Linked DNA regions of Hordeum vulgare: region 2 is linked to region 1. The links are chromatin contacts, called in public Hi-C maps. All regions are on one chromosome and are shown on one strand. The core of a region is the stretch at or near the end of the contact, and the rest is flanking DNA. Distances in the headings are between cores, read along the strand shown.

Region 1 (6,750 bases), core at 3,200-5,699:
TGAAGGGTATGAATATGGACTGGTGCAGAGGTAGTGGCGTGGTCAAACAAGTCTAGCGCACTGTTTGGTAGACTGGAACCTGTGTGACTGTGTGAGGACAGGCTGCTAGGAAAATTTGGATCAAAGATTATGTTGCAGTGGTGGAATGGTTCCATTCTAGAGTCTGGTATTCATTCTTTCTGGCTTATGTTGTAAGCATCCTGCGACATCTGTCAGGAAGTGTATGGAGGAGGGGCAAACAGATGCATTCATTCATTATGCTCTGTCTATCACTAAACATATCATTCACTGTACCTTGCTAGAGAGAAGGAGAAAATGACATGACAGATGAAACAGAAGCAGTTTACGGGCACAAATATTTAACTTGTGTATCTGATGCGGATCTCAGCAGGATTGAACTTCTGATCAAATCACGTGGTAGTAACAAATTGATTCAAGTGGCAAACCTGATTGCTATCAAGCAGGCCCACTTGATCCCTCAAATTCAATTGATGTTGGACAAGCCAAGGTGTTATCTCTGTGCTTTCGGATTTGTGATTGACAAACATCCTGTTGAGCATATCTGGTAATGCTTATTCCCAGATGTTTTTTCAGATCCTGGGGGGAATGTTTACTGACTTCATGCACATCTATTTTCGCAGACATGTATATCGGTAAGAATCCTTCTGTCTGGCCATTTGTAGACATGCTGATAGAAATATCCTTTTCAACATTTTGAGTTCTGGAATTTTATATTTTGTGGCTGCAAAATCGTATGGACATGGATCACCTAGGCATTTTTCCATTTTTTAGTGGTCAGGAACTTTAGCTTGATATTCTAGAATCCCTTTGCCCACATGGCATTGCTTGCCACCTGAGCTAGTGATGCAATAGTCTTGCATGTTTCCCATTGGATTATCTGAAGGTTCTTCAGAATATAAATCTACGTTCTTACAGTACCTTCTCTAAAATGCCAGAATTCCTTAGGCCCTTGTTGTTTCCCGTATCTGGTGATATCTATCAGAAGGCAACGTGAAATTATGTATGAAACAAACTGAATGTTCTGTCTTTTCTGTGCTTTACATCTATGGTGATTAGAGAACTTCTTTTGTATCATACACGACAATCCTCGGGATAACTGGGAACTCCATGAAAAGGGGAATCAATAACTGACTACACCGTGTAAATCAAAGTGGAGGTGAGGGGACCAGTAAAATAAGCATTTACTTTTACTAGACACAAAAGATATTGTCAGCTGGATGATTTGATTCACATCTCACTGATCACATGTTCTAGAAGACACCAACAGTGATTAGAGAATCCAAATACACAACCATAGATAATTCACTCATATTAACATACCTTCAAATAGAACCAACCATAAATAATCCTATATTAACATATCTAATCAAAATAGGTAGCTCTTTCTAAAATACGAAGAAAAGGTAGTCACCAAGCAACGTATTCTGGTACTAAGGCCCCTTCCCCGAGGAAGCATATGGCAGTATAAGGAAAACTGTGTGCAGTATGGTCTCCTTGAATACGAGAAGCAATACATTGTCTTTCTCTCTCTATGTATCCATGTGTATTTTTGACGTGGTACCATCAGTGTATGTATTGGTATATCAATACATATATGGAAGGTTACATCCAATAGACTAAGGTGTTGAATTCTGAAACCCGTAATACCAATCTTATACTGGACCTATTAAACCGGCCAGATTCCACTTTCACTATCACTCATTGCATGTTCTAAAATTTTGGAATGTGAAAAATTTCTCACCACTCGAGATTTGGGGGATCATATGGTATTACAATCTGGAGTTATGCAATAAGCTGAAAGAACAATGGTCAATTGTCACGTGTTAGGTACTAGGGACAATTCTATATATTCTTTCTGACTATATACTCTACATAATTCATGGCAAAAGTGGTATCTTAATCTTATCTTTGGCTGCAGGGATGTGGCTGATGCCACCATTGATAATACCTAATATCACTATCCAAGAATGACTTATCAACACCTGAGCCCTGTTCATCTGAAAAGAAGTATTAGAGCTGATTTACGATATATTGGTCTTGAGGTGTCAACTATCCCTCCGGGGGAGCATAAATCTTTTCCAAGAAAGCGAAAGGTAAAATTCCAATGGTGGAAGAATATCCATAAACGTTCTTTTTATACTCCCTCCGTTCCTAAATATAAGTCTTTTAAGATATTTCACTATGAGTTTACATACGGAGCAAAATGAGTGAATCTATACTCTAAAGTATGTCTATATACATCCGTATGTAGTTCACTAATGAAACCTCTTTAAAGACTTATATTTAGGAACGAAGGGAGTAAAATATATCAACGCCGGAGCTCTCTGTTCATCTGAAAAGAAGTATTACAGTTGCTTTACGATATATGGGGTCTTGACTTGTCAACAATATGCATGTAAGATGGTAGCTGAATTTATATGTACTAACCCAAGAAACACCTCACAACCTTTCTTAGCCTATTAGTCAGCGCAGTCATTTGTTTCTTGTAAGCTTTGTAGAGAGACTGTTTTATCTCTGAACCAATATAGAGGCTAAATAGAAACGTGCTCATCTTGATAAAGAAGGTGCCACTACCCCCACATGGTAGGCTTAGTCCAGAATGGAGATTAGATTCCCTGATCCATGACATGCAATTCACAAAGGTGACATCGATCTGCATCTGCATGCCTCTTTTGATCTGCATCCTTTCAGTTGTTCCTTTGCTGTTTCAGTCCACGCTGTCGATTACCAGTAGGCTCGGCGCCTGATCACAGCAGGGGTCCCCCACACATCGCCAGATCAGTGGATGGGGCCGCCCACTGCCGAAATCAGTGGGTGGAAATTGGGCAGGTTGTTGGCTCTACTTTTGGTATGGAATGCAACCTTGGACGTCCCAGGCCCAGTTCTCTGTCAGCCGTTCATGCTGCTGTCACCAGAAACATCTACACAGCTTCCTTTTACTTGGGATCATTTTAACGAGGGAATAGTGTGTAAGGTAGGCTGGTGAATGATGATAGTGCGAACTGGCCGAACACCTACAGCTCCAAGAACTCACAAGGAAAACAGGAGTTGGCCAGGGAAAATTTCACCACTTTCAGAAGCCCTAAATTGGAAAATTCTCATGACAACATATCTATAGCACAAACGGTGGAACCGGAACCTAGCCAAACAGGGCCCTTGCTTCAACTTCTACCGATGGGCTGCAGGGCTCTGGCAGAAACAAGAGTGAAGATTTATAATTGAGTATCTCATATATTGTTTTTCAACTCTCACTGCTCGTTCGAATCATGACATCGGGTAGCTAATTTTTACCATTTTTGAGTAATTGTTTGCCATGAAGAAGGTAATTTATTAAATACTCCCTCCGTTCCTAAATATAAGTCTTTCTAAAGATTCCACTAATAGACTACATAAGGATGTATATAGACATATTTTAAAGTGTAGATTCATTCATTTTGCTTCGTATGTAGACTCGTAGTGTAATCTCTTAAAAGACTTATATTTAGGAACGGAGGGAGTATAACAAAAAGGAACAAGGCTGAAGAGGAGAAAAACCACCCACCTTTAATTGGAAGCGGGCGAGGAGTCAACCTGGCTATGCGCTGCAACCCTTGCTTCACTAGTTTTTTTAGGGATAACTAGGGATTTTATTCAAAATTCAAAATGTGGGACTTTCAGCAAAGTCCTTGCTTCACTAGCTAGTTCAACTACAGGAGAGTTCTCAGGATCTCCTGGTATGGGTAAACTGTTTTAATTGGACATTATTTAATAAAAAAATGTTTAGCCAAAAGCTAGTCTGACTTATCTTCCTATTTGTACGGAGTTTTTTCTGAAAAAAATAGTAGAGGTGATATTTCATATGATCATCATAGTTTTAGTTTTAGAAAAAAAAGTTTTTTAATCCAAATTTTACGCTAATATTCTTTTTCTAAAAGAAAATTATGCTAATATACCAAAGTACTCCCTCCGTTTGAACTGAAACCATGACAGGTATTTTAGAACGGAAGGAGTAATAAAAAGACAAGTTGGAGCTAGATACTACTCCCTCCGTTCCTAAATGAATGTTATTTTACAGATTTAAGTATGACTACATACGAAGCAAAATGATTGAATCTACACTTTAAAATACATCTATATACATTTGTATGTAGTTTTTATTGAAATTTTAAGAAAGATTTGTATTTAGGAATGGAGGGTGTATCTAGCTTCTCCAGTTCTAGCTTCAAAACTACGCTGGCTCCAAAGTGTCTGCGTTTGAAAGCTGGTGCCAGAAAATCATCCGAGATTCTTCATCGATAGTGAAATGTTATTTCTGCCCGTCCAAACTGTATGTATAGTTGGTAAAAAAATATACATTACTCGTGTCAGGGACATTTTGGCCGCAACATGGCCCTATAGAAAGCGAGTGATGGCGAAAAGGCGAGCAAGGCGGAGGCCTGGGAGTGATTTGTCGCCCGGCCCGGCCTTAGAATTGCAGGTAAGTGGACATCGATGGGCCCACGGTTCACGTGCAGCGCTTGAAATAAAAATCTGACTTTGGCACGTTTGGTGCTGCCGTGTCGACTCCTGGGCATAACCCATAACTCTATGGGCTCATTTGATAGATGCTTTCAGAGTGAGCATGTACGGTCACACCACTTTGTCCAACTTTGCCCTGGCATAGCAGCCATCAGCAAGCAAATTTAAAAGCTAGCTGTATCTGCTGCTTTGCAACGCAGAAATCTAACATGGCAATTCATGTAGATTTTGTTCGCGTGGGATTTAAAAGTCATGACATTCCAGTAACGCACTCCTTCCAAATACTTTTCGTGGTAAACCACAAAGTATTTTGAAACGGAGGGAGTATTATTTTTTTCTTATCATTTTCAATTGTTTAGATTCATGCTTGGCACCCTTGTGCTTTTTTTAATCTGTGATAGTTTTCTTTATGTTATCTTTAGGTTAAAAAATGTGTCATTTGGCTATGCCTAATGATTTGACGTTATTATAAGATGTACGCTCTATTTTTCTTTCCTGATTTCAATTTATGGAAATGCATTTTAGTGTATTTGTTCACTCATTTTAGTCCGTATGTAGTTTATACTATAGTATGTAGAACATTTTATATTTGAAAACAGAGGGAGTATTATGTAACGATGTGCGTTTGTACTATCATATGCTATCTTGGGCATATGGACGTGATATCTTTGGCAGATTAAATGATCTAAAACAACAAAAGTCACTAGCAAACCGCATTTCCATTTCCTATAAAAAGACCAACCTTGCTTTCATGTACGCTGGCGTGTAAGTACGGCTCATACTTGGTTAGTCATGGTGTTTGCTCTCAATCTTCAACCGAACTTGCATTCACTCGACCGGAAACAGAACGCTAAAAGGAAGAAGAGGACACCCTTAGGTCGCCGTGCTCTCGGCAAGAAAGTTCTCTTTCCTTGTATATTTTTTAGCCTTTTTGAATTTACCGACCTAGCTTTCGCTTGATTCAAATCGAGTCCTAGTGTGGCCTCATATTAACATCCTTGCAGTGTTAAATGGATTCGGGGATGGCAGGTTGGCAATGGGCATGTAGGTCGCGGAAACCAATGGGATGATGACTGCTGGTTGATAATTGGGTTGGCTAGCACATGTACCAAAATATGCTTGAGATGGCTTACGCAGACAAAGTTTGCTTGGCTAGGCACCACTCTAGTCCTACGCGAACTCTATTTGGTGAAAGATCTGGCTTTGGTCAGTAGTAGGCTTTGGTCGGTTTGGTAGTTGGACATGTGTAGGCTAGTGCGCACACACTCATAATGTCGACACGTAAGGTGTCCGTCCTCTAAGGAGCAAGAATGACTTTTTCTAGCTAGTTCAATTGTTGTGGCAAGTAATGGGATCAAAGATTCGCGGATCTCGCAATGTTTTCCGCTGGATAATGCTATTTTCAACGCGAGTTTCATTGTCTATTTCACCACCTTTCGGATCTCTTATCATACTCACTTATAACGTGTCGACTTATGGCTAATGAGATGATCCATATTCGGACAAATGGCGTTCGAGTCTAGAAACAAGACAACTTAGGCATGTTATGCTACCTATTGATCATTTATCGAGTGGTTTTGCGGACCATGATCTTGTCTATGTATTTTGAACAATCAATAATAGATGGTTGATTGCCTCTATGAGATGCAGCTCCTAGGAAATAGAACCAGGGAGCATGTATTAATGGTTGGCTACCCGAGGATGGTCTTTTATGTTGCAAGAGTCTTAGGCCAAGGATAGTTACGTTAAGTGACAAGTGTACTTATGTGGTTGGTAAACACTTCCTTTACGCACGTGGTTCAGTAATATTGAGCTCAATACTTCTCATGGAAGTAGTACAATGATCTAGTGTGCTTGTCGGCCAATGGTTAGTTCACGGGAAGGAAGAACTGAATGGCTTAGAAGTGGTTGTGATGTGATAATTTCTTGTTATTGTTGTTAAAAGAAACGAAATATATGAATTATAGGCAAGAGATTAGTGAGGATTGCGTGAAGCTGGGAGTGTGAGGGTCACTTGATCCTAGGTGGACCGAATCCCCTAGGGGATTAGTTACCAACAACCAGATGTAGTTGACGACAATTATACCACATATTAGTTACCAACAACCAGATGTAGTTGACGACAATTATACCACATAGATAGTTATTTTTTAGTTATACGTAAACAAGAAGTAGTGCTGGAGCTTGCACCATCAAGAAGGGACCAATATCAATAGATGCACGAAATTAGTT
Region 2 (5,927 bases), core at 1,555-4,054, 180 kb after region 1:
GACTGTCTTCTCCTCCTGCATCGTCCCGGGGGTATCCACCGTGTAGATGTCATAAGTGGAGGTTTCTACCCACTTGCCGGTCTTTCTCTTCATTGCGCCCGGTTCATCCTCGACGTCTTCGTCTAATTCGGCGTCTTCTGATGCGTACTAGAGGACGTCGGTTAAATCTTCGACCGTAGGGACTAGGTGGGTGGTGGATGGATTTTAAAATTCTCAGCTATCGACTTTACATCTGATCTAATCATAGACCAAAGTCTTGTCGTGTGAGATCCCAAGGCTCTAGATGTGATCTAGCATCTCGTTCAATAGCGAGAGCTTAGTTGTATACATTGCCAGGCTGTAAGTCAAGCGGACCTAGAGCAGGTTCCCTGAAGTCGTGGGAACGACATGAGAGGTGGTCGGATCCGGGCTCAAGGCGGGATCCGAAGTTGGGTTGGAGTCAAGGTCGCAATCCGTGGTGGAGAAGGGTTGATCCACGTTCAAGGCCAGATCTCTGGAGCTGTCAGTCGCATGATCAGCGGTAGGTTCTAGGGCTGAAGCCCCGACAGCCTACGACCGCTCCAAATGATCCGGAGTCCATCCAAAGGGGGTGAGATCACCACGGGCGTCGATGGTGTACTCCAAGCTTCCAAACATGACTACCTGATCGGGTATGAAGCTCTCAACCTCGTCGAGATGGTCGGTTGAATATGTGTGGAGGACCACGCTTCCAAACTCGAAAAGCTGGCTCGGAGCAAAGATGTCGCCACAACCGATGTGAGCGTTAGTCTGAAGGCGAGCCATTGATCCGGATCAACCACACAACCGGACCTGCATGGGCCACCAATGTCGGTGCTAAAACCGACAGATCTCGGGTGGGGGTCCCGAGTTGTGGATTTAGGATCTATGGTAATAATGAGAGTAGGGAGACGAGGTTTACCCAGGTTCGGGCCCTATTGAAGAGGTAACGTCTGCTTTGATTGTATTGATGATGGGGTACCGAGTACAGGATGATGATCTACCTCGAGATTGTTGTGTAAGCTCTAAACCCTAAGGCGAATAAGTTGTCCCCCTACGGATTACACCCCTTGGCTTATATAGGTACTCAGGGGGAGCTAGGTTACATGTTTAAGTCGGTTGGACACATGCCGAATATAGATATGTCCTTAGGGTACACGCCAAGTCTTCGGAGGTTTCCTTGTTCATACGAGCGAGTCTTGACCCTTCCATCGTCCTTTAGGAGGTGGCCTAACGGTCCCCAATTTGGCCAGTAAGGGCCAAACACCTCGAGTTAGTACTCCTTGGTCCAAGACACCCTCACACTCTCTTGCATGTGACTGTTGGACAGGTGATGTCCGTGTGCGACGAGGTTAATGAGGCAAGTTCATTGGCATATGATTCAGAGGCTCTCTTCGTGGAAGAGCTTTGTGACTTGCTCAGTTGCTTGGAGGTGGCTAGCTCTGGATTTGGCAAGGCGGATTTTGCTTCCTCACGGAGAAGACTACCAACGACAAAATGAAGAAGGTGGAGAAGGCTCTTAGGATCAAAGAAAAGGAGTGACGGCATAGGAAAGGTGTCCGCTGCAGCTTAATTGATGATTCCACGTCTCTCTGGTCATCATGGATTGGTTTGTCTGTGTGGATTTGATGGTGTCTGTTGTCTTCATCCGAGATGACCTTGCCAAGGGTTTCATTACGATGTAGAAGCATGTGGATTTGTGATCATTGCGTGTTGGCCATATTTGTCGTATTGATCATGTTGGGTTTCATGCTTTGTAAGCAATGCGCATGTGGTGTGATTGTATATGTTTTCGCCCGGCTTTTCATCAATTAACTACATAATTCTTTTATGCTGAACTAATCAACGAGGCAGTTCTTCTGCTCCATTTCAAAAAGAAAAAAAAGGCATGCGGTTAATACTGGTATTGCTATCATAATGATTTGTTTATGGACTAAGTTAATAAAAAGAATACTAACATACTCAATGCTTTCTCTCTATTGGAACCAGCCTGATTGGCACAATAATTGGCTATCAACCAAACAATTTGGCAATGCCAAAAATCGGCTCACGAAAACACTGTCATTGGCAAATGGGAGGCAAGAAACCAAGCACATCCTTACACAACAGTTGTAAGATCCAGCGTAGTTTCTCCACCACAGGAACTTTGTCTTACACTGTATAATAAACAAAACAAAAATACCACAATCTTAAGAGCGATGAACTGATGATGGGTTTCGTTTTGCATGACTGTAGCACCCCTCACGCATGCTTGAACATCTTCATGCTCAGCCAATGCAGATACACAGCCACGATTATGACAGGGACGGTCAGGGGCACAAGCAAGCAGTAGTACCTGGAGAACAACAGCAGATGAGGCAGGCCGGCAATCTCAAGACGAAAGAAGCCGCGCGCCAATGCTAACCTGTCGTTTTGGACGGCGAGCAAGAACCAGTTGTCGGACGGCGCGAGGGCCTTGGACCCGACGGCGACGTACAGGAAGCCGGCGAGGAGCGTGACGCCGAACGCGACGAAGGCGGATCCCATTACACGGTTGGCGGGGAGAGGCATGGCTCCGGTCGATCGATCTGTCTGAGTCTGAAACATCAAGAAAGTGAAGAAACGAAATGTATCTGTATCTGTCTGTGGCATTGCGCCGAACAGCTTGTGTGCGTTTAGACAGGGGGGTTAGGGAGGGGCGGACGGGCGCAACACGGCAACAAACCTTGGCGGGGGCGGTCGCCTCTGGCTGAGAACGGTGGCGGTGGCGGTGGCGGTGGCAACTCGTCAGTCTACCGCTGACGCTCTCGGCCGCGGCGTCAGCGGCCGCGGCGTCAGCGGCCGCCGCCTCCCAACGCCGAGGTCACGCCGGCGGGTGCGGGCCAAGGTGCAGTCTTTTCGGTCGTCTGCTGCGTTACTCCCTAGTACAGTACTACTGTAAGTATATAGTACGATGATGCCTAGGACAACCGAGCAAAGCACGTGGTAGAAATAGGGCATTGATTTGTTCTCATGCTCGAATCATCATCTGCACATACATAGGCCAACAACTCCTCGGCAAAAAACCCCAAAAGGCCAACACGGTTACCATTGACATAATTTGCTCAACGAGATGAGCAGCAATGCACAGTGCACACATAGACATTTTTTTTAGAAAAGGAGGCTGAGCCTCGGCCTCTGCATCGAGAGATGCATACGGCCATATATTATAAATCAAAAATAAGTCTCCACTGAGTACAATAAGTCTAAAGTAAAAAGGAAAATCAAAACGATACAAGGCATCACTCATGCCCAAGCCGGAGATGGTATAAATATAGATGACTAAACACATATCCTATTAACATGACGCTATCCAAACCGGTTGAAGATACACTGTGCTACCATCTCCCATCGGACACACCCAGTAACCATAGGCTCCCTGACGTCAACAGGAGTGAGTGATGACCATGTGCGGATCAGTGCGGTAGCCCTGTGAATAACCTGCAAGAAGTGAAAATCGCGTTGTCTGTTAAACACCAAGTCATTCCTGCAATTCCATATTGCCCACAACAGTGCACAAGACCCCACGCGAATAAGTTTAGCAAAATGTACATCAACCTCTATTAGCCACATCCCGAATAACGTGGTTATATTGTTAGGAGGAGTGATGTTAAAAGCAATATGTAGCGAGCGCCAATCCAGTTTAGCCATAGGACAATGAAGAAAGAGGTGTTGTATGGTTTCTTTATCCGGACAGAAACTGCATCTAGAATTACCATTTCAATTCCGCTTGGCAAGATTATCCTTTGTTAGAATTACCCCTTTATGAACAAACCACATAAAGACTTTGATTCTAAGAGGGACTTTGATCTTCCAAATATGAGCCGATTTTGGAATAGGTGCGGAATCGATGAGATTCATATACATAGATTTAACCGTGAATATTCCATTGCTAGTCAACTTCCAATATACACGATCAGGATTGTGAGAAAGGTTAACATCCATCAACCTTCTCACAAGATGGAGCCAACTAATCCATCTATTACCAATAAGAGATCTGTGGAATTGAATATTAAGAGGAATCTCGCTAAGTATTGACGCAACGGATGCATGTCGCCGTTGTGCAATATGGTACAGCTGCGGATATTGAAATGCTAGAGGCATCTCCCCTACCAAGTATCTTCCCAGAAACTAGTGGATTCACCATTACCTATGATGAACCTAGTTCTACGGAAGAAAGCATTTTTAGTCCTCATCAACCCCCTCCAGAAAGGAGAGTCCGTTGGATGAGATGTAACCTGAGATAAGGATTTGTTCTGTAAGTACTTGTTCTTCAAAATTTGTACCCACATACCATCGGTTTCCGTAGATAGTCGAAACAGCCATCTGCTGAGTAGACATCTATTTTTGATCTCTAAATTTTCGTAGATAGTCGAAACAGCCATCTGCTGAGTAGACATCTATTTTTTATCTCTAAATTTTCAATTCCTAAACCTCCTTGATCCTTGGGTCTACAGATAATATCCCATCTAGTAAGCCTATACTTGGTCTTAAGCTCATCACTTTGCCAAAAGAAACGGGATCGATAAAAATCCAGTCTTTTCCGTACCCCAACGGGAACTTCGAAGAAGGATAGGAGAAACATGGGCATACTCCTTAATACTGAATTAATCAGCACTAGTCGTCCTCCATAAGAAAGAAGCTTGCCTTTCCAGCAACTCAACTTTTTCTCAAACTGATCCTCAATGCATTTCCATTCCTTGTTTGATAATCTTCGGTGATGAATAGGAATTCCTAAATACGTAAAGGGAAAATTCCCAGTTTCACAACCGAACAATTGATTATAAGTGCGTTGTTCATTTTTGGCACTACCAAAACAGAACACCTCACTTTTATTAAAGTTAATTTTCAGCCCAGATAGCTGCTCAAACAAGCAAAGTATGAGCTTCAAATTCCTAGCTTTGACCAGATCATGTTCCATAAACAGAATGGTGTCATCGGCATATTGCAGTATAGAAACTCCCCCATCCACGAGGTGCGGGATGAGCCCCCCAATCAGATCCTTATCTTTGGCCCTCTTAATCATAAGGGCCAACATGTCAGCAACAATGTTGAATAAAATAGGAGACATTGGATCCCCTTGTCGGAGACCCTTGAGTGTCTGAAAGAAATGACCTACGTCATCATTAACCTTAATCCCGACACTACCGTTTTTTATAAAACAATCGACATGCTTTCGCCAAAGCTCGTCGAACCCCTTCATACGAAGGGTTTGCTGCAAGAAAGACCATTTGACTTTATCATAAGCCTTTTCAAAATCCACCTTGAAGATAACACCATCAAGTTTCTTCGAATGGATTTCGTCCAATGTTTCATGCAGAACAACGACACCTTCAAGAATATTCCGCCCAGGCATAAAAGTTGTTTGCGTAGATTGCACCACCGAATGTGCCATCTTTGTTAATCTATATGTTCCCACCTTCGTGAAAATCTTGAAACTAACGTTTAGCAAACATATTGGGCGGAACTGCTCAATGCGGGTCGCCCCCTCTTTCTTTGGTAACAGCGTAATAGTACCAAAATTCAAATGAAAGAGTTGAAGCTGACCAGCATACAAATCATGAAACACTGTCATAAGATACTTCTTGATAATATGCCAACATTTCTTGTAAAACTCAGCCGGAAACCCGTCTGGGCCGGGAGCTTTACCATTCTTCATTTCCCCGATAGCCTCGAACACCTCTTTCTCCGTAAAAGGGGCAGATAATAACTCATTGTCAGCCTCTCCGACTTGAGGGATATCCGCCACTTGATGCTCATCCATAGTCACAAAACTATGATCAGAAGCACCGAATAACTTTTTGTAATAATTAGAGATATATAATTTTAGGTTCTCATGACCTACTATTGTTCCCTTATCTTGCTCGAGCTGAATGATTCTCTTTTTCCTATGCTTGCCATTTGCAATCAAG

What was found. Hi-C and Micro-C count contacts between places; a contact is called where the count stands out from the background.
Region 2: a Hi-C map of leaf shows a contact between it and region 1, with 3 times the contacts expected there. The contact joins the promoter of LOC123440208 here to the enhancer-like site in region 1. A contact is called at or near these places in 3 of 6 Hi-C or Micro-C datasets (leaf and seedling).

What each region holds. Positions count from the first base shown.
Region 1 is chr1H:397,173,207-397,179,956 of MorexV3_pseudomolecules_assembly, forward strand. It overlaps LOC123440182 (a long non-coding RNA gene), which reads left to right. Exons shown (of 3, transcript XR_006630297.1): 2 at 1,940-2,114; 3 at 3,507-3,839. Among protein-coding and RNA genes, the nearest start is that of LOC123440162, 3.4 kb to the left of the region's middle. Within about 2 kb of position 4,450, at least 3 of the 3 cell types and tissues checked have open chromatin away from gene starts, as enhancers often do. A contact at or near this core is called in leaf and seedling, where this site is marked.
Region 2 is chr1H:397,353,727-397,359,653 of MorexV3_pseudomolecules_assembly, forward strand. LOC123440208 reads right to left here and starts at 2,805. Exons shown (of 3, transcript XM_045116780.1): 1 at 2,702-2,805; 2 at 2,402-2,568; 3 at 1,957-2,332. The coding sequence starts at 2,547. The coding sequence ends at 2,239. It also overlaps the pseudogene LOC123440197.